Linked DNA regions of Mus musculus: all the other regions are linked to region 4. Evidence: chromatin contacts called from public ChIA-PET, HiCAR-type, HiChIP or PLAC-seq and promoter capture Hi-C data. All regions are on one chromosome and are shown on one strand. The core of a region is the stretch at or near the end of the contact, and the rest is flanking DNA. Distances in the headings are between cores, read along the strand shown.

Region 1 (2,700 bases), core at 73-2,572, 640 kb after region 4:
TTAAAAAATTCGAATTCCAAGTGATTTTACAGATTTTTTATTAGATATTTTCTTTATATACATTTCAAATGCTATCCCGAAAGTTCCCTATACCCTCACCCCGCCCTGCTTCCCTACCCACCCACTTCCAATTCTTGGCCCTGACATTCCCCTGTACTGGGGCATATAAAGTTTGCAATACCAAGGGGCCTCTCTTCCCAGTGTTGGCCGACTAAGCCATCTTCTGCTACATATGCAGCTAGAGACACGAGCTCTGGGGATACTGGTTAGTTCATATTGTTGTTCCACCTATTGTTGCAGACCCCTTCAGCTCCTTGGGTGCTTTCTCTAGCTTCTCTATTGGGGGCACTCACTGATAAGTGGATATTAGCCCAGAAACATAGGACACCCAAGATACAATTTGCAAAACACAAGAAAATCAAGAAGAGGGAAGACCAATGGGTGGATACTTCACTCTTCCTTAGAGTAGGGAACAAAATACCCATGAAAGGAGTTACAGAGACAAAGTTTGGAGCTAAGATGAAAGGATGGACTATCCAGAGACTACCCCACCAGGGGATCCATCCCATAATCAGCCACCAAACCCAGGCACTATTGCATATGCCAGCAAGATTTTGCTGAAGGGACCCTGGTATAGCTGTATGAGGCTATGCCAGTGCCTGGCAAATACAGAAGTGGATGTTCACAGTCATCTATAAGATTTTACAGATTTTATTTTGTAATAAAGCTGTATATATCGGAATATGGGGTTCCCGGGCTGCAGTTCGCAGGAGGTGCTGCGCTAGACGCCAACTTTTAAGGAGACTCTTCTAAGGTCGCGTTTCCCACCGCGATCCCCGGGTCGAGCCAGCGTGCTGCCACGTATCGGGTCTTGATAGGCTTGAACAGGTCATGCCATTTATCTAAATGCTTTTGGAAGTCAGTCCTCTGCCGCAGTCCCTGGGCATATCCCGAGCTTCCAATCTTTATTTTCCGTTTTCTAATTGCTGCTACTACAGCAGAGCGCCCTGCTGGGGTCCGCCAAGAACAGGACTTAGGACAGAACTGCAAATCGAGCACTCGTTCCGGAGCTAGCGAAGGCGGATGTGACGTCAGATCGACTACGTCGGATGCACCTGCCAGGCCTGGGCTCCTGGGAGTGAGACACGGTTGCCCCAGGGGCTAAGGGACAGACTCGACCTGACCGAATCCCATCACAAGGACGCCTTTCTAAACTCCACTGGGCCGCAGCTCTGGTCACGAGGCTCGGCCTCACTCCACCACCCCCCCAACCCCCGCCCCATCCCTTGTCAGAGCTCCCGTGCATGCGCAGTCGCGCCGGAAGCACGGCTCTGGAGTTTCCGCATCACGGACCTCAGGGATCCTCTACGCTGTTCATTGTCCTTCGGGTCTCGCAACGTTTGCCTAATGATTCCCAATTTCAGTGTTGCATCATTCTAAAGCCTGATGTTGAAGACTATCGCCCAACCCTGGTTAGCCAGTAATCGGAAACAGCAACGTTATGTGTCTTCTAAAGAAATGAGGGCTAGTTTTGTTTTGTTGTTTTTGGTTTTTTTTCGAGACAGGGTTTCTCTGTGTAGCCCTGGCTGTCCTGAAACTCACTCTGTAGACCAGGCTGGCCTCGAACTCAGAAATCCGCCTGCCTCTGCCTCCCAAGTGCTAGGATTAAAGGCGTGCGCCACCACTGCCCGGTGAGGGCTAGTTTTTTTGTTTGTTTGTTTGTTTTAATTTAGATTTTATGTGTATGAATGTCTTGTGTGTGTGTGTGTGTGTGTGTGTATCACTCGTGTGCCTGGTGCCCTCGGAGGTATCAGATGCTTGGGAGCCTCTGGGGATTGGTCCTCTGTAAGAGCAGCCAGTGCTGGAACTCACGCTGTAGACCAGGCTAGCCTCGAACTCAGAAATCCGCCTGCCTCTGCCTCCTGAGTGCTGGGATTAAAGGCGTGCGCCACCACTGTCCAGCTTGTTTGTACACATTTTTCACTGACCTTGTCCTCAGGAGCTAACCCTCCTATCTATCCATCCCCTTTCCCTACTCCTGGAACTGCTGCTAATTGATAAAACTTAAAACTACATCAGTCAAGTTGAGCAGGTGCTGGGAGAAAGCACTGAAGAAAACCGACTCCGAGACTACACATAAAACAGGAAGACAGCAGGGCTTGGTGGCGCACGCCTTTAATCCCAGCACTTGGGAGGCAGAGGTAGGCGATTTTCTGAGTTCGAGGCCAGCCTGGTCTACAAAGTAAGTTCCAGGACAGAGAAATCCTGCTTCGAAAAAACAAACAAACAAAAAACACGAAGGCTCTTTCTTTACCGAACGAGTGATTCCAACAGAGAGACTTTGTAAAGGTCCATTACAGAGAGAGTTAGGACTTATTTTTCCGTCTTTTAGTCAATCACAGCTGAAGGTAGTTTGTCAAAAGTATCAAAGTAAAATCATCCTTAAATCCTTTTTATTAGAACCAACGAACCACTTTAGAATGTTTGCATCAGTTTGTTTTGTACAGTAGAAGTTTCTTTGGAGGTCTGAGAAACATGGAAAAGGTCTTGGACTGCAGGCCATCCTAGGCCACATAGCCAGTCCTATCCTCAAACAGACAAGGATGGAGCAGAGTGTAGCACAAAGCTAGTGGTTTGGTCCCTGCTATTTGAAGAAGGAGAGGTGGTAAAACACTTGGATTTTTGCCCACTTTGTGACAT
Region 2 (2,700 bases), core at 70-2,569, 950 kb after region 4:
AGGGCAAGTTTGTTTCCAAAGAAACCTGTTAGAAGAGCACACTGCGTGAGAAACACTTTAAACACTGCATTTAGGAAAGTTACATCAACTGAAAAGCACTATCTTTTTAAAACCCTCTGCGGTTCATAAATACAGGAAGGAAAAGTATCAGGAGAGAAGGAATAGTGTAACCATCTTGAAACTCAGCAAATAGGATCGAATTCTACCCAATCAGACTGCAAGTCCAGAAACTCCTGCTTTCTGGGCCCAATCAAGACGAAGATAAGTCTATAAGTATGGCCACTTGGCGTCTGCAAGCCGAAGTCGCAAAAATATGGCCCGTACGAAGCAGACCGCCCGCAAGTCCACCGGCGGCAAGGCCCCGCGCAAGCAGCTGGCCACCAAGGCCGCCCGCAAGAGCGCCCCGGCCACGGGCGGCGTGAAGAAGCCGCACCGCTACCGGCCCGGCACCGTGGCGCTGCGGGAGATCCGGCGCTACCAGAAGTCGACCGAGCTGCTGATCCGCAAGCTGCCGTTCCAGCGCCTGGTGCGCGAGATCGCGCAGGACTTCAAGACGGACCTGCGCTTCCAGAGCTCGGCCGTCATGGCGCTGCAGGAGGCGAGCGAGGCCTACCTGGTGGGGCTGTTCGAGGACACCAACCTGTGCGCCATCCACGCCAAACGCGTCACCATCATGCCCAAGGACATCCAGTTGGCCCGCCGCATCCGTGGGGAGCGCGCTTAAGCGCCCTGTTTCCCTTCCATCCCCCACAAAGGCTCTTTTCAGAGCCACCTACGTTGTCGATGAAAGTAGCTGTGTCAGCTTTGCAAATTGATTTTCAGTGTTTCAAATACGCCCTCAAGTGTGTCAGGCCTAACAGTTACCAGTAATCACATTCCTTATCCCAGGTTTATTCCATTTAGAGCTGGTCTTGAGCTCACTACTCAAATATGGGCCAGTCCAAAAAAGGAGTTCTAATTAGGGTCTCAGAACTGTGAACCTGAAAAATAGCCCCAAAATTCCAAGCGTGATACCTAAGAGCGATAGTTAACTTATTTCAACCTGGTGTTTTAAGGATCTGTAAGCGAAGGGAACATAAAGAACAGCTGAGGCAAAACTGCCGCTCTCAATAACAGGCTAGCATGAAATGGAAGGCTGCGATTGGCTAGAAAGAATTTCCTCTAAGCACCACCAAGGCTCGCAACCAGAATCGGTTTGAGTAGGCTCCGCCTCCTTGACGCTGACTCTGCTGTAAATCAACCAATAAAAATGGAATACCGTGTGAAACCTCATTTGCATACAAGCTCTATAAGTACCGCATAGCAAGCCGCGCTGAAACAGTTCGTAGTTGCCCGGTCTACCTTACGTTGCATCTTTAGACGCGGAGGAAAATGCCGGATCCAGCGAAGTCTGCTCCTGCCCCAAAGAAGGGCTCTAAGAAAGCTGTCACGAAAGTGCAGAAGAAAGATGGCAAGAAGCGCAAGCGCAGCCGCAAGGAGAGCTATTCTGTTTACGTGTACAAGGTCCTGAAGCAAGTGCACCCCGACACGGGCATCTCATCTAAGGCTATGGGAATCATGAATTCCTTCGTGAACGATATCTTCGAGCGCATCGCAGGTGAGGCTTCCCGTCTGGCGCATTACAACAAGCGCTCGACCATCACTTCCCGGGAGATCCAGACAGCCGTGCGTCTGCTGCTGCCGGGAGAGTTGGCTAAACACGCTGTGTCGGAAGGCACCAAGGCCGTCACCAAGTACACCAGCTCCAAGTGAAGTGCAGCAGAGACGTGATTGATCGGCTTTACCCAAAAGGCTCTTTTCAGAGCCACTTTAGTTCTCAAAAAAAGACTGTAAGCACTAAGGGTCTGATCTAGCAGGTAAGGTTAAGCCATGATGAGTCTGTTACCCTGCAGCGCTCTGGTGCAACATCGAGCGTTTCAAAGTGTTGGGCGGTGTCTTGGCTTGCTCAGCCTGCTCTCTTATATAACCCAAGACTACCAGCCCAGAGATGGTCCCACCCACAAGGGGCCTTTCCCCCTTGATCACTAATTGAGAAAATGCCTTAGAGTTGAATCTCATGGAGGCATTTCCTCAACTGAAGCTCCTTTCTCTGTGATAACCCCAGCTGTGTCAAGTTGACACAAAACTAGCCAGTACAATTGACCCCTTGTCAACTTGACACACAAACACATCACTAGTAAGCCTCAACCCTTACATTCTTATTCATCCCCAAGGTCTAAATAACTTTAAAAGTCCCACAGTCTTTACATATTCTTAAAATTTCAATCTCTTTAAAATATCCATCTCTTTTAAAATCCGAAGTCTTTTTACAATTAAAAGTCTCTTAACTGTGGGCTCCACTAAAACAGTTTCTTCCTTCAAGAGGGAAACTATCAGGGCACAGTCACAATCAAAAGCAAAAGTCAATCTCCAACCGTCCAATGTCTGGGATCCAACTTACGATCTTCTGGGCTCCTCCAAGGCCTTGGGTCACTTCTCCAGCCATGCCCTTTGTAGCACACGCGTCATCCTCTAGGCTCCAGATGCCTGTACTCCACTGCTGCTGCTGCTGCTCTTGGTGGTCATCTCATGGTACTGGCATCTCCAAAACACGGCATGACCCCTTCAGTCCTGGGCCATCAATTGCAACTGAGGCTGCACTTTCACCAATGGCCTTCCATGGCCTCTCACAGTGCCAAGCCTCAGCTGCTCTGCTCAACT
Region 3 (2,700 bases), core at 43-2,542, 590 kb after region 4:
TTTTCCTCTTTCCAAATTGTTTCTTCTCAGAAGAGATTTGTGACTCCTCATTTTCTTTTGGATCCCTTGGTCCCATCTTCCTCTCGCTTTCTAGATAATCCCCCCCCCCACCTCGTCCTTCCAATAAACTTTAATCCCTCACCTACTATGTGCTGGATACAGAATGGGGCCTGAGAAGCACAAAAACAGGGTGTAGAAACCAGGCATGGGGAGGCAGAGCCAAGCAGGTCTAACCTCAGCTACAGAGTGAGTTTGAGATAGGTCTGGCCACGTGAAACCTTGTCTCAAAAAAAAAAGTAAATAAAAATAAGCAATAACAACAAAAAAAGTTGTGGGAATCCTTCAGGCGTTCCAGAAACAACTTAGCTTGTTTTCTCCAACGTCTCCCCACCTCTCTCCTAATCCTGAAAGCCCTTTGTACACTATAAAGAGCTGAGCAAACGTTTAGTCGTGTTCCTTTCAGGGAAATGGACCAGCTGCCCCTGCCCCTTGGCAGGTAATGGAGTTATCCTTTGATCAGCAGAGGGTCGGGGTCTGAGTCGGGCAGGACTGCAGCACGTGTCCCTTCTCACCCCTGCTCTCCCTAACCAGCAGAGTGCGTAAACAAAGACGGGCAGGAGGGCTGCCCGGGACTAGGGCAGTGGGGAAAGAGTGGACTGGAGAACTGTAGCTGGCCGAGTGTCCTACACTCCTGAGCATTCACACACTGGCCTCTGGCTAGCTCTCCCTGTCGCAGAGATAGCAGTAATCGCTGGGTTAGAGAGGAAAAGGAAAAGAATGGAAGGATCTCCTCCATAGTCTTTCTCCCACCCCATGCCTCCCCCCCCTACCCCCCAGCCCCTAGGCTTCCCTTTCTGAAACCTCTCCTCCCCCACATAAGTACACATGGCTACGGGTGGACATTAGCACAGACCCAGTTGTACCTACCCCCATCTGCAGCCAGGATCCAAGTCACCTTTAACAGGAGAGCGAAGAACAACATATTATCCCCACAATGGGGTACAAGGGACCAGGAATTTGGGGTTTAGAAGAGAGAGGTGGAGAGGGAGGGAGAGAGAGGAGTTTCTGGCGTTCTATCTCTTTTCTTCTTGTCTCTGTCTCTGCAGACTTCCAGGGACTTGATTTTCCACAGGTTAACACGAACTTCTGGATCCCAGGATAAATTTCTTCCTCTCTCACTTTCTCTCTCTTCCTCTCTCTGCCCTCTCCGTATGTCCCTTCGTAATCTCCACACCACTTACTGGCCAGCAACTTCACAGTTGCCTCCCGCTTTTAAGGTGGCTCGAAACCGGTGTACGTGAGGAGGGGGGTGGTGCCTGGGCTGCAGCCGAGCAGCTCCTTAAATAGCGGATTAGGCATGCAGGATGGCCCAGCAGAGCCCAGCGCCCTGGCCTTGGCTCAGGACCCTGGAGTGAGCTCTTCCTTTGCTATTTACACTGCCGCTCGTACGGGTGTCCCCTGGAACTCTCGGTCAGGGAAGGGGGGTTTCGCACCTCTCCCTCCCAGGACACCGTGTTCTCATTCCCCTGCCTGAGGAGCACATCCCTGGGTGGTATGGGACTGCTGGTGGGGAACCTGTTTCTGAAACCAAGAGAAGTTGAGCTGGTTGGAACCAGAAAGAATTCAGATTCGGGAGATAGGAGAACAGAAGTTGGAGGCTCAGGGAGCAGGTGGGGAGTGGAAAGTCAAACTTTAAAATCTGGATTGTGGAGAGCAAGAAGTGGGGCGAGGAGAATATTTGTCTTCTGCCTCGTCTTTCTCTGGCGCCTGTCACCACCCCCTTCCCTTGGTGAGGCTTAGGTCCACGTGCCTGTGTAGCCTGGGGTGGGGGTGCGGTTTTGTTTGCCGGATAAAGCCCATTTGTGTGCACAGCGGGGGAGGGGTTGTCGCAGCACCAGGGAGAGACAGCATTCTAACTACCAGATCCAGCCACCTCCCTCCCCAGGGAGCCCAGATCTAGGGCGCCTTTTGTCACTGAAGAGGACACTGACCCCTAGCAGAGAGGCCGGGCAGGAGGAGTGATGGGTGACTGTAGAAACAATTACTGTCACCATGAGAAAAAGGCGGACTCCAAAGAAAGAGAGGGGAGGGGCCATAGAAAGGCCATGTGACCAGGTGGGTGAGGGGTCCAGGGGCTTCCCGCCCACCCAACAAAGGGTCCAGGCAGGTCCTGTGGGATCAAGTGAAACTTGCTGTGGTGGAACTGAGTTTGCTAGTGGAGCATGGAGGCTGCGTGGCGTCTCAGGAATGTGGCTGGTGTGCGCTCCCCCACGGGACTAGAAATCCCGATCGGAATGTACATCCTAAGTCCCTCATTAGTGAGTGTGAAGACCACAGATAATTTCAAGCTAGATGGTGAAATCTCTCCTCCATAACCTCTGTGAGGTCTTTCTGCCCTCCTTACTCCTATCAAGTAGCAATAAATAGCCAAAACAAAGGAGCAGAAGCCAAACAAGGGCACGGGATAAAAGCCAAATGAACAGAATAATGCATGTGCCAGGTCATCACTCCTGCGGAGACAGGAGCTCAGAGTGCTTTTCTGTCCCACGACTGAGCTTCAGAGTAAGGACTTTTTAAAAATATATATATATATTTAAAATACACACACACACACACACACACACACACACACACACACACAACGTTTTATCGCTTTGCGAATACTTCATCCCCTAAAAAAAAGTTTCCGTCTTAAAGTTC
Region 4 (2,700 bases), core at 26-2,525:
TCCAGTTCCAGGGAATCTGATATCCTCCACTGACCTTGTTGGCCACCAGACATTCGTGGAACACATGCATACATTCAGGCAAAACACTCACACACATAAATTTAAAAAGAAAAAACAAAACTATTTTATGAAGGTTTAAAAAAAAACATAGTCTCCCAAATGCTGGGACTGTGCTTGGGCATGAGATGTGAAATTGCACCAGGCAGGGTTTTGGTTTTGTTTTGTTTTGTATTTTTTTTGGTTTTTCGAGACAGGGTTTCTCTGTGTAGCCCTGGCTGTCCTGGAACTCACTCTGTAGACCAGGCTGGCCTTGAACTCAGAAATCCGCCTGCCTTTTCCTCCCAAGTGCTGGGATTAAAGGAGTGCGCCACCACTTCCCAGGGGATAGTTTTTAAAGCATTTTTTACATGGAAGAAGCTAAGCTTAACTCTCCCGGTTAAGGGTCACTTGACAACTTAGTCAAGTTCTGTCCATAATGGGAGTATGGGAGATGGGAGTTAAGGCTGCTGGGCGCTTTCTCTCTCTCTCTCCCCCCCATCCGTCCCCTTATTTATTAATTTATATGAGTACAATGTGGCTGTCTTCAGACGCACCAGAAGAGTGCATGGGATCCCAGATAGTTGTGAGTGACCATGTGGTTGCTAGGAATTTAACTCAGTATCTCTAGAACAGCAGTCGGTGTTCTTAACCGCTGAGCCATGTCTCCAACCTGCTGCTCTCTTCTTGAGGCATAGATTTTATGGGACTATTTAAGGGAAAACAGGTTCTAATACGAAACTGATCACGGCTAACCATAGTGTAGCCTGGAGTACATTTTACAAAAGGTTTGAGTAGCTCTGTTAGGACTCTAAACAGCAGGGCTGGGGGAGGGGGCATTGTGGATCTCACCGTAGGGAGCATCGGGATCTGTGCAGGGTTTTCTCCGCGTGCACCCTTCCTCTGATGCCCAGTGAAGCCGGACGATGGGATTGTAGCATTCAACCCGGGGGTAAATCATGGGCTGAGGTCGCCGACCACACCAGGGCCGCGGGGTTGGGCAGAGGCAGCCAGCTCTGAACTGCTCTGGGCTCAAGCACCAGGGGGTCCCTGACCAATGTCCGGGTGGGCCGCAACCGCGCCACTCAGAGACCCAGGCGCCCTGCGGGGCACGTGCCACCCGCCCCGTCGGGGCTCCTCCGCTCCATAGGCGCAGCGCAGGGTTCCGGGCACCGGGCCCCGCCCGGCCGCGGCCCACACCCAACTCAGCTCCGCTACTGGGCTCGGCCTGGGCTCGCCGGGGCTCGGCGGGCAAAGGAGGAAGGAGGGAGGGAGCCGCGGGCAGCGGAAGGGGGAGGAGAGGACCCGGCCCAGTCAGTGCGCACCGGCCGGGCGCTAGAAGTGGGAAACGGAGTAGCGGCGCCCGGGCCGGAGCAGCTCTGCACCGGACGCCGAGTAAGTCTGTGCGCGGGTCCGCGAGGGTGGCGGGGCAGTGACGGGCGCGGGGGCTCAGGGTGCAGCTCGGAGGGAGCGGGGCCTCCACCGGCTCATGGCGGCCGGCCTGCCGGAGGGCGGGCCGAGCGCTGCTGGAGCGGGCGATCCGGGCCCGGCTGGGGCCTCGGACCAGAGAAGGCCTGCGGGGCAACAGGTAGGGGGACTGGGGCCGGGCGCTCGCTCAGGATCCATGGTACAGACGCCCCTTTGTTAGGAGTGGAGCAGTAGCGGACCTTCGGTGCTAGAAGCCCCTGCGGGCCCGCGTGCGTCCTGGGGCCTGAGTGTGGAGGCCGAGGAGGAACGGTGGCGGCCCCTGCTGTTGCTGCTGTTGCTGCTACTGCTACCGCCGCCGCTGCCGCCTCTGTTTCTGACCCCCTTGTGCCCATCCCAAGAGGGAGGTCAGAGTGTCCATGTGCCTAACGGGAAACAGGAAGGAGTACACTCTTTAGTGTCTGTCCCGGCCCCAAAGGGCTCACATTCCTATACCGTTATGGGGCGTGTTTGGCCAGCTCTGGGTTGTAACTTGCTAATTACAGGCCCAGAGGCCCTCAAGTTAGTTGGCTACCTGCAGGTGGGTGGCATTTCTTTTTAGCCTGAGCTTGGGAATTCCTGTGCCTAAGCTGCACTCCTGGCATCCAAACCAGATCTCACTTATCCGAGTTTCCAGCCTCAGCTGTCAGGGTGTTCTAAGCGCTGTGAGGTCTGGAGTGAGCCGGTCTTCCCCAGAACTGAGTTAGGGAAGGCCTCCCCCAGAAATTACTTCTGTTTGTGTGAGAGCTGGGGTAGGGGGTCACTTCCCATCCCAGAGCTAAGGTGACTGTCTTGCATTTGTGATGGGGCCCCTAAGGTCAAATATTCCGTTCCTTAGGTCTTGTTTCTGGCCACATAGTGCCTAATTTCTAAGGGGTGTGGTGTGGTGTGCTGTGTGTGTGAACTAGTTCTGGTGCCTCTATTCTCACTGGAGCCTCTGACTAGGTTTCTCTCTGTCGCTGGCCACAGGGAGACTGACATTGTACAGTTCCTTTCAACACTACCCCATTTGCCGCTGCTACTTCAACCTACTGGCCTCTCCCTGTCTCTGGAAGGCATATTCTTATATAGTGTTTGGGGTTGGAGCAGGGAAGTTTGTGAAACATCCCAGAGAAGCCTGAGGCCACGGTTGTCACAGCCTCACCCCTTAGCTTTACCAGAATCTGCCCTGTATTTTTGGGCTCATACTTTAGCCCGAAG
Region 5 (2,700 bases), core at 136-2,635, 880 kb after region 4:
TACTCTTAACCACTGAGCCATCTCCATTCCCCAAACCTAGCCAATGTTTATTTCGGTTCTTTTCCTGCTTCAAATGCAGGAATTCCCTCTTTTCCGGGTTAATTTTGGTATCCTTGCAAAACCCAGATAGTTCACTTCCTCACAAATCCCTTCTCTAGCCTACAGGTAATTTTCTTCTCATAAGAACGTCTGTAGGGACCTAACAGCTGTGTAAACCTGATGGCCTCTCTGAGTTCAATTCCAGAACCATGCAACTGGGGGAGGAGTAACTCCGAAAATTACTCTCTGACACCCAAGTGCGCAGTGGTGTTATGCAACCTCCCCCAGCCCCCATATGCACTAATGATGTGTAGCTCCAATTTAACAGGTATTAAGAGCACCGTTTGACCTCATGCACCAGCTTCTCTTTTATTATCATGGCCCTTTCCGATTCATCAGGACCTTTCTCTAGTCTAGCCCAGGCAAGGGCAAGAGGGAGGGAGTGGCTGCTCTCTCCCTGGGCTAGCTTAGCTTTCACCAGAGGTGTCTTTGCCTCTGCATGGTGTTCATTAGCAGAAAAGGCAGAGCTCCTGGTCCGTACAAATCAAGGAATAAGGTAGTAGTGATGTAGTAGTTTATTCTCAGTCGACCCATTCGGATCGTTCTCCCAATCCAGGTATTTATTAAGAGGTCCCTCGAGTTTTCTTGCTCCCACCTAGGCAGGGGGGACTAATGTCCAACTGTGGGTTTTCTCTCCACTGGGCGGGGGTCTTCGCCTGGATGGCCAGGGCATGTACCGGTCCAGCCAGCTCCTCCGACAGTGCCTCGTGGACCAACCGGTGCCGTTGCAAGGGGCTCATCCCCTCGAAACGAGAGCTCACCACCGCCACGCGAAAATGCGTCTCGCTGCCTGCTGGGACTGCGTGGCCACCGCTCTCGTTGCGCAGCTCCAGTACCTCGGGGCTCAGGGCTTGCTCCAATTTGGCGCGAATAGCGGCTTCCACTGGTCCTGCAGCCGCAGATCCCGCGCTGCCCCGCGATACACACGAGCGCGTGGCCATGGAGACCATGCACTGGGCCGATCGCGCACTTAGCATTCGCTGCGGAGAAACGAAGGACACGGGACTGAGTCCACACACCCTGCCCACGCACCCCAGACAAGCACACCCTGGAACCGCCTCTACTCTGCGTGGCGGGTTAACGCGGCTTCTACGCCGGTAGCGGAGAGACAAAGGCGATTGAGCGGCCAGAGCGCTAGGCACTAAGGGCACTGGGAAAGCATGGCTGGGAGCTGAAAAATGGAAAATGTACAACTTGGTCCTTTTGGCTGAGTCAGAGCCCTATCGTCTCTCCGAACCCTAGGGTGGTACCTTTGTACTTGCTGCGCAGCCTGCTGTACCACCGCTTGATCTAACAACCGAATTTCCGGTCGGACCACGCAAACGCCGCGTCAGGAGGCTCGCTAGGAAACGCAGTCCGGTTGCGTCTGGCAGGCGTTACCCAGTACCCAGAGGTTTTATGGGAATTGTAGTCCCTGCTTCTCCCGACCGGTAAAATCCTGCAAAGTCGGGAAATTAGAGCAATAAAAACAAAAGTGTTTCCTGTAAATTTAAGATGGTTGCACCAGATTTGTAGCTTCTTGATCTATAACCCAAATAGCTTAAGTCATTTGTATGTAATTAATAAAAAAAGAAGTCTCATGTAGCCCAGGTTGGCCTTTACCACTCTAGAAATGTCCATTATTTCCTGATCCTCCTGCCTCTACCTCCTACCTGCTGGGATTACTGTCCTGGGTTATTGATAGAGTGCTTCCATAGCAAAAACAGATTCTTATGAGATTACAGCGGACCTTGCTCAATTCAGAGGGGAATGTCTGCTGGGACAGTTTTCTTCCCAAGATAATCTGTCCTGCCCCAAACAGAGAATTCCAGTGAGAAGGAAAATGAAGATCGTCACACAGTTCCCTAAGAGCTGCACTAACTTGCCTTGCCCCCGCGCGCTTCTGTGTAGGACCCCAGCTTTGTTCCTTTCGGAGATTCCTTTGTTCCTGAGAGAGATAGAATAAAGACAGCCCTGCTCTCAGAGTTTACAAAGCACTAGAGAAATAGTCATAATGTTCATTGTGATACCGTGTGTCAAGTGTGTGGTGGAAATACACACAGTTTACTGTAAGCATATTACCTACACGTGAGGACCAAAGAAATGACAAGAGACTTCTTAGAGCAGTGTAGGAGAAACAAGAAGACCACTTTCTCACCTCATTTGGTCAGGATGTGGTAACTGAATGAAATCAGCACATGACTGCAGTCTCCCCTCCCCTAGCCTGAAACCTGCTTGCTCAGGGGTGGAGCTTCCTGCTCATTCGTTCTGCCACGCCCACTGCTGGAACCTGCGGAGCCACACACGTGCACCTTTCTACTGGACCAGAGATTATTCCGCGGGAATCGGGTCCCCTCCCCCTTCCTTCATAACTAGTGTCGCAACAATAAAATTTGAGCCTTGATCAGAGTAACTGTCTTGGCTACATTCTTTTCTCTCGCCACCTAGCCCCTCTTCTCTTCCAGGTTTCCAAAATGCCTTTCCAGGCTAGAACCCAGGTTGTGGTCTGCTGGCCGGACACAACACATGACCACTCCAAGGAATGGCTGAGGCAGTTCCTACTCTGTGTGTGAGGGAGAACACAGCCAGAGGCATCTGGAAGGGTCTAGTGCAGGAAGAAAA
Region 6 (2,700 bases), core at 155-2,654, 610 kb after region 4:
CAGATCTTGGTATAGTTTATCACAGAAGGAATTGCAACACATGGCAACTAAGAAGCAGAGAAAAAGGAATCTAAAAGAAATAATTACATAGTTTCTGTTGTTATTGTTATTTTGTGACAGAGGCTGGCCTTGGATTTACTTAGTAGATGACTGTGGATCTGCCCCTCTCTCCCTTCTGAGGGCTATGATTAAAGGAATGTTGGATCTTTCAGGAACATTAAACAGAAAAAAAAAGTTTTGGTTTTGTTTTTAATTTACTTATTTTGTTTTTGCATATCCGTGTGTTTTGCCTGCACGTACGCACACACAATGCATCTGTGCCTGTGGCCTGTGGAGTCCGGAGGATGCCTCTGAATTTCCTGGCATTGTAGTTATGGGTGATTATGAGCCACTATATGGGTGCTAGAAATCGAACCAGGGTGGAACCTCTGCTAGAGGTCATTGCCTCTCCATCCCCTCACACTTAAAAGAACATTTTAAGTAGATTCCTGTAGGAAAGGAGAGGCCTTGCTGGACAGTTTCTGATAATTGTGTTTCTTTAGGCCTGTGTTATTTTTCCTCTAAGGTGTCAATTTTGTTTGTTTGTTTTTCTGTCTTTTGGAAACAGTCTCTCCCCACCCCACCCCCCTTTCTGTGTAATCCTGGAACTCGCTCTGTAGACCAGGTTGGCCTCGAATTCAGAGATCTGCCTGACTCTGCCTTCCAGTGCTGGGATTAAAGGCGTGTGCCACCGCGGCTGGCTCTAATATTCCAACTTTTTAGCAGTGACAAATGACCTCAGTATCAACTCCTCCTGGACAGTTTTATTTAAAGGCTTCTGACTCAACGTGCTAAACTCAACTCTGCTTTCAGAGCCGTTCCCCCCTTTATGTTGGAAGTTAAAATACCTTCTTTATCACGCTCTGGTTCTACAAGCAGTTCGGGACGGGGAGGTGTCACCAACACGCTGTTCGCGCTCGCGCCCCTGCTTACACTTTAGCCGCAGAGCAGAAGGCTTGTGCTTTAAGACCACCGAAAGCTCTGGGTGCAGTGTGTTGCATGACCCACTTACAACTTGGGGATGCCAACGACGCCTTTTCCCTTCCTTTTAACCCTGAAGCCAGAAAAACCCCAAACAAACAAAAACAAACCCAACAGACACCCAAACCGTCCTACTACCAAGGGGAAAGCGCGCCAATCACACAAAGAAAAGGAGGGGGGCGACTGGGATTCAAAATCATTTCTCCGGGACGTACATCCTCCCGAACCTATCGGAATTAACTGCGCGCCTAGTCAGAGCCAATAGACACTGAGTTTCTGGTCCAGGTCCCCCCTAAAGACAAATGGACAACCCTCTAGCCCAATGGAGTCGTGTGACGCTAAGGACTCGACCAATCCCGTTGGGAGGTGGGTGGAGTGTAGGCTAGGGGGGGTTGGCGGTGCCGTGTCATGGAGGCTCAGTCTCGCAGCAGCCATTGAAGGGGAAGGAACTGCGGGCGCGCGCGTGTCTCTCTCCCTCACTCTCTCTGTGTGAAAGTGTGTGCGTGCCCGAGTGTGCGCGCGCGGGTGTGTGGACTCGGAGGTGGGGGCAGCCGAGTTAGTCCCAAGTCGTCGGACTCCATTTGCTATTCTTTTCTTTCTCTCCCACACCCGTGTGGTAGTGGGCGTTCGTCTTTGCGTCTCTTTTCATTCATCTCCAGACCTTTAGAGGTTTTTTTAGGGTTGGGGATAGTGGGGAGGGCAGGCGAGGGGAAAGGAGGAGGACATGGAGATGAAGAAGAAGATTAACATGGAGTTGAAGAACAGAGCCCCGGAGGAGGTGAGATGACTCAGCCCCCATAGTCCCCTCCCGCCCTGGATCGTGAGGGGTGGGCTTCGGGGGTCCGGGTGGGTGCGCAGGGCGGGCTGGGAAGCGCGCCCCCACTTGGGGTGGAGGCGGGGTGTTTATTTTAAGTTTTAAATCACCAGGCTCTTGTGCTTAAAATGGCGAAGGGCTTAAGTTTCTAGGGGCATTTTCGTGAGCGCGCGGGGGCTCAGCCCCATGGCGTCCTCGCAGACTGGTGGCCCGGCATCGCGGGCGCGGGCGGCGTGGGCGCGACCCCCGGGTCCTCGCCACCTGCGAAGTTGGTGTAACTTTCCCGCGGCGCCGCCACTCGGCCGGCCGCGGCCCCGGGTGTGGGACTCGCGCCGATCTGTGCCCCACGCTCCCTCCGACCGTGCCCGCTCGCGGGCAGCACGCGCCGCGGCCGGGGCCGCAGCGGAATCCCGGGACCCGACGGCGCGGGCCGCGATCCGCGTGGCGCGCGGACTTTTACGCAAGCTGGAGGCTTGTGCGAGCCTCGCTGCGCTCAGTGCGGTCGTAGGGAAGAGTCCCGAGTCTTGAAGGGGGCCCGGGAGGCGTCGCCCCGACTCCCCGCCGTCGGATTCCCTAGCGGTTTACGCCAGGTCCGCGGGTCTGGAGATTGGCCGCGGCGGGCGGGGACCAGGCTCGCTGATTCGCGGCCGCGGCGTGAAATCGAGGGACAAGGGGTCCGCGCCGCCGTGGTCCCTTGACGCCCGCTCAAAGGCGGGCATCTGCCGGGCCTCCACAGTTATCATGCAGAGCCAACGGTCCCTGAGCCCTGCTGATTTTCGTGGTTCCTTTGCGGGTTTTGGTGACTGGAGGCGAGAGAGAGGTGGTGGAAACATTGTTGCTGTGAGGGTTATCTCTGGGAGCAATGG
Region 7 (2,700 bases), core at 70-2,569, 920 kb after region 4:
TTGTAAAGGGATTCCCCTTTGATATCCAGTGTATTTCGGTCCAGAAAGGTGCCTGCCAAAGTGGGAAGGGGGGAATGGAGTTGTCATTTTGAAGTAAATTAATAGGAGTAAGAGGAAAAACTACCCAATTGCCATTGAACCATATCATAGCAATAAATGCTGAATCCCAAGTAGCTAGCAGGTCTTCTAATCAAGTGTTAGAGAACAAAGCTTTATCACTGGATATTACTCATAGTCCACTTACCACCGACGTTGAGCCCCGTAAGCCTCAGACATTGCATTAAATGAGCAACAATAATCTTCAGTCGTCCAGAAGTCTGGTGATGTAATTATGAGCTGTAAGCTAGATCTCAGCCTTCAGCTACTTACAAAGCCTTCTCTGCTCCAGCTGGGTAGGAACATTACATAGTATCCACCAAGCCCCAACCCTCCGTAAGATTATCCCCTCCCCTTAGACTGAGGTGGTGAACCTACTTCGGGTTAACAAGCTAGGAGTCTGAATAAGACCGCAATTAACGTTAAACAACTTACACTAAGGGCATTCAAACCTTCCTTGAAAGCAACCATTATGTAGACATAACAGGTATAAGTCAGATACCAACCTAGAGCTATGGAGCGGGATAATGTGCGGACAAAGCTCTAAGCGAAGTAAACAGCTCTTTCCGGGAAGCTGTGGTGGCTCTGAAAAGAGCCTTTGTGGGGAATGGATGGGAGACAGGGCGCTTAAGCGCGCTCCCCACGGATGCGGCGGGCCAACTGGATGTCCTTGGGCATGATGGTGACGCGTTTGGCGTGGATGGCGCACAGGTTGGTGTCCTCGAACAGCCCCACCAGGTAGGCCTCGCTCGCCTCCTGCAGCGCCATGACGGCCGAGCTCTGGAAGCGCAGGTCCGTCTTGAAGTCCTGCGCGATCTCGCGCACCAGGCGCTGGAACGGCAGCTTGCGGATCAGCAGCTCGGTCGACTTCTGGTAGCGCCGGATCTCCCGCAGCGCCACGGTGCCGGGCCGGTAGCGGTGCGGCTTCTTCACGCCGCCCGTGGCCGGGGCGCTCTTGCGGGCGGCCTTGGTGGCCAGCTGCTTGCGCGGGGCCTTGCCGCCGGTGGACTTGCGGGCAGTCTGCTTCGTACGGGCCATGGCGAAGACGGAAGACACCCAAACGAGGAGCACTCGGGGACCTGATACCGGCCCGAGCCGGCCGCCTTTATAGGCGCAGTCTTCCCCGCGGCGGGGCGGAGACAGCGACTTGAAACTCCCGCGCTGCCGCGCCATTGGCCGTGGCGTCACCGGCCCCGACCTCGCCCATTGGCTCGGGCCCGCCACGCCACCTGACCCGCCCCCACCCGCCCCCCACGTCCAGCCCCGCGCCCGGTCCACTTGCCAACGTTCTGCGAGGGTGGAGCCACGTCTGGCAGCTGCCCGTAGAGGGCGGGTCCCGGCTCTGCCCAAGAGGAGCTCGCGCGCCCCCGCCCGCCGCCCAAAGTCCCAGGGCAGAACTAATCTAGTGTTTGTGCAGCACCGCCCAGCCACAGCCACAGTCCCAGCCCCAGTCCCCCATGATCCCTAGAGCCGGCCGCGTCCAGTCCTCGCGGGACACCTCCTCCTCCTAGACATTCCCCAAGGACCGGACGAGAGCGCGGCTGACTGCGACTTATGTCTAGATTGGCCTAGACGTCCTAGTTGAGTCTTAGTCCTGGGAAGGGTCAGGCGGGTGGACGCTGAGTGAGGGACAGTGTTGTGTAGGACAAGGGTGTGGGCAGATAGGGGCTAAATGCTTGGGACGGTCAGCGAGAACCGCGTATCCGCTCCGCCGAGGCAGGGCATGAACCAAAGAGCGACAACAGACTAACTACCAGGGGGAACCACGGGCAGGATGGGCAAGGAAGCAGAGGACACGACACTCTTACTTTTGGGGCAGGGCCAGGAAAGGCCACCAAGACCGGCTACCGTGACACAACTCTTTATCTGATTCAGTGGGTGGCTCTGAAAAGAGCCTTTTTAGGAGCTCGCGGGGGTTATATCACAGAGACGCGGGCCGACGCGAGCAGTGGCCTCACTTGCCCTTCGCCTTATGGTGGCTCTCCGTCTTCTTGGGCAGCAGCACGGCCTGGATGTTGGGCAGGACGCCGCCCTGCGCGATCGTCACTTTGCCCAGCAGCTTGTTGAGCTCCTCGTCGTTGCGGATGGCCAGCTGCAGGTGGCGCGGGATGATGCGCGTCTTCTTGTTGTCGCGGGCCGCGTTGCCCGCCAGCTCCAGGATCTCGGCCGTTAGGTACTCCAGCACCGCCGCCATGTATACCGGCGCGCCGGCACCCACACGCTCCGCGTAGTTGCCCTTGCGCAGCAGCCGGTGCACACGCCCCACCGGGAACTGTAGCCCGGCCCGGGAAGACCGCGACTTGGCCTTGGCGCGGGCCTTGCCTCCTTGCTTGCCACGACCGGACATCACGAAAGCGCAAACAGACGAACGGCCACAACCAGGAAACGGTACTCCGGCGCCGACGCCTCACCCTTTTATAGACGCAGACCCGATTGTCCGCCCGACGCTCTCATTGGCTCACACGCGTCCTGACGCCGTGGCCAATAGGAGCGCGCGGACAGAAGCCTCTCATTTACATAAGACCGGCTCCCTCGCCCCGGCGCCGCCCTGGAACGCGCGAATCACGACGCGCGTGCTCGGTGGCTTCATTTGCGTGCGGCCGT

What was found. Promoter capture Hi-C pulls out the DNA fragments that hold promoters and counts their contacts. ChIA-PET counts read pairs in DNA pulled down with a chosen protein or histone mark. HiCAR-type assays count read pairs that join an accessible place to other places. HiChIP or PLAC-seq counts read pairs in DNA pulled down with a chosen protein or histone mark.
Region 1: an RNA polymerase II ChIA-PET map of memory CD8 T cells shows a contact between it and region 4, with 11 read pairs. The contact joins the enhancer-like site here to the promoter of Cers2 in region 4. A contact is called at or near these places in 3 of 115 datasets of contacts at active chromatin or transcription factors (bone marrow-derived macrophages, embryonic midbrain and memory CD8 T cells) and 1 of 9 other capture datasets (macrophages).
Region 2: a contact with region 4 is called in a promoter capture Hi-C map of the HPC-7 cell line. The contact joins the promoter of H2bc18 here to the promoter of Cers2 in region 4. A contact is called at or near these places in 4 of 39 promoter capture datasets (the HPC-7 cell line, HPC-7-derived erythroid cells, erythroid cells and 2 more), 1 of 484 Hi-C or Micro-C datasets (the G1E-ER4 cell line), 3 of 115 datasets of contacts at active chromatin or transcription factors (bone marrow-derived macrophages, memory CD8 T cells and pancreatic cancer cells) and 1 of 9 other capture datasets (macrophages).
Region 3: a HiCAR-type map of kidney shows a contact between it and region 4, with 2.4 times the contacts expected there. The contact joins the promoter of Car14 here to the promoter of Cers2 in region 4. A contact is called at or near these places in 7 of 39 promoter capture datasets (cranial neural crest, embryonic stem cells, hippocampal neurons and 4 more), 1 of 484 Hi-C or Micro-C datasets (pro-B cells), 4 of 115 datasets of contacts at active chromatin or transcription factors (embryonic limb bud, kidney, memory CD8 T cells and 1 more) and 2 of 9 other capture datasets (adipose tissue and liver).
Region 5: a contact with region 4 is called in an HNF4G HiChIP or PLAC-seq map of pancreatic cancer cells. The contact joins the promoter of Bola1 here to the promoter of Cers2 in region 4. A contact is called at or near these places in 2 of 39 promoter capture datasets (the HPC-7 cell line and cranial neural crest) and 2 of 115 datasets of contacts at active chromatin or transcription factors (memory CD8 T cells and pancreatic cancer cells).
Region 6: a contact with region 4 is called in an H3K4me3 HiChIP or PLAC-seq map of fetal liver, with 2.8 times the contacts expected there. The contact joins the promoter of Anp32e here to the promoter of Cers2 in region 4. A contact is called at or near these places in 3 of 39 promoter capture datasets (frontonasal cranial neural crest, liver and neural stem cells), 3 of 115 datasets of contacts at active chromatin or transcription factors (astrocytes, cardiomyocytes and fetal liver) and 2 of 9 other capture datasets (liver and pancreatic islet).
Region 7: a promoter capture Hi-C map of the HPC-7 cell line shows a contact between it and region 4. The contact joins the promoter of H3c15 here to the promoter of Cers2 in region 4. A contact is called at or near these places in 4 of 39 promoter capture datasets (the HPC-7 cell line, liver, neutrophils and 1 more), 1 of 115 datasets of contacts at active chromatin or transcription factors (bone marrow-derived macrophages) and 1 of 9 other capture datasets (liver).

The regions. Positions count from the first base shown.
Region 1 is chr3:95,949,984-95,952,683 of GRCm38.p6, forward strand. No RefSeq gene overlaps it. Among named protein-coding and RNA genes, the nearest start is that of Anp32e, 22 kb to the left of the region's middle. Within about 2 kb of position 1,323, at least 443 of the 459 cell types and tissues checked have an H3K27ac peak or open chromatin away from gene starts, as enhancers often do. A contact at or near this core is called in bone marrow-derived macrophages, macrophages and memory CD8 T cells, where this site is marked.
Region 2 is chr3:96,268,381-96,271,080 of GRCm38.p6, forward strand. It overlaps H2bc18 (H2B clustered histone 18), which reads left to right and starts at 1,320. Exons shown (of 1, transcript NM_175666.3): 1 at 1,320-1,812. The coding sequence starts at 1,372. The coding sequence ends at 1,752. H3c13 (H3 clustered histone 13) reads left to right here and starts at 274. Exons shown (of 1, transcript NM_178215.2): 1 at 274-775. The coding sequence starts at 314. The coding sequence ends at 724.
Region 3 is chr3:95,903,393-95,906,092 of GRCm38.p6, forward strand. It overlaps Car14 (carbonic anhydrase 14), which reads right to left and starts at 1,293. Exons shown (of 11, transcript NM_011797.3): 1 at 928-1,293. The coding sequence starts at 982.
Region 4 is chr3:95,313,915-95,316,614 of GRCm38.p6, forward strand. Cers2 (ceramide synthase 2) reads left to right here and starts at 1,276. Exons shown (of 11, transcript NM_029789.2): 1 at 1,276-1,431. It overlaps Anxa9 (annexin A9), which reads right to left and starts at 1,266. Exons shown (of 14, transcript NM_001379545.1): 1 at 889-1,266. LOC115489748 reads right to left here and starts at 1,882. Exons shown (of 2, transcript XM_030252979.1): 1 at 1,843-1,882; 2 at 830-1,650. The coding sequence starts at 1,882. The coding sequence ends at 848.
Region 5 is chr3:96,196,201-96,198,900 of GRCm38.p6, forward strand. It overlaps Bola1 (bolA-like 1 (E. coli)), which reads right to left and starts at 1,386. Exons shown (of 2, transcript NM_026975.2): 1 at 1,350-1,386; 2 at 388-1,079. The coding sequence starts at 1,076. The coding sequence ends at 663.
Region 6 is chr3:95,927,853-95,930,552 of GRCm38.p6, forward strand. Anp32e (acidic (leucine-rich) nuclear phosphoprotein 32 family, member E) reads left to right here and starts at 1,405. Exons shown (of 7, transcript NM_023210.4): 1 at 1,405-1,798. The coding sequence starts at 1,745. Gm46815 (a long non-coding RNA gene) reads right to left here and starts at 1,173. Exons shown (of 3, transcript XR_001783926.1): 1 at 888-1,173.
Region 7 is chr3:96,237,808-96,240,507 of GRCm38.p6, forward strand. H3c15 (H3 clustered histone 15) reads right to left here and starts at 1,320. Exons shown (of 1, transcript NM_054045.4): 1 at 672-1,320. The coding sequence starts at 1,134. The coding sequence ends at 724. H2ac19 (H2A clustered histone 19) reads right to left here and starts at 2,567. Exons shown (of 1, transcript NM_178212.3): 1 at 1,972-2,567. The coding sequence starts at 2,443. The coding sequence ends at 2,051.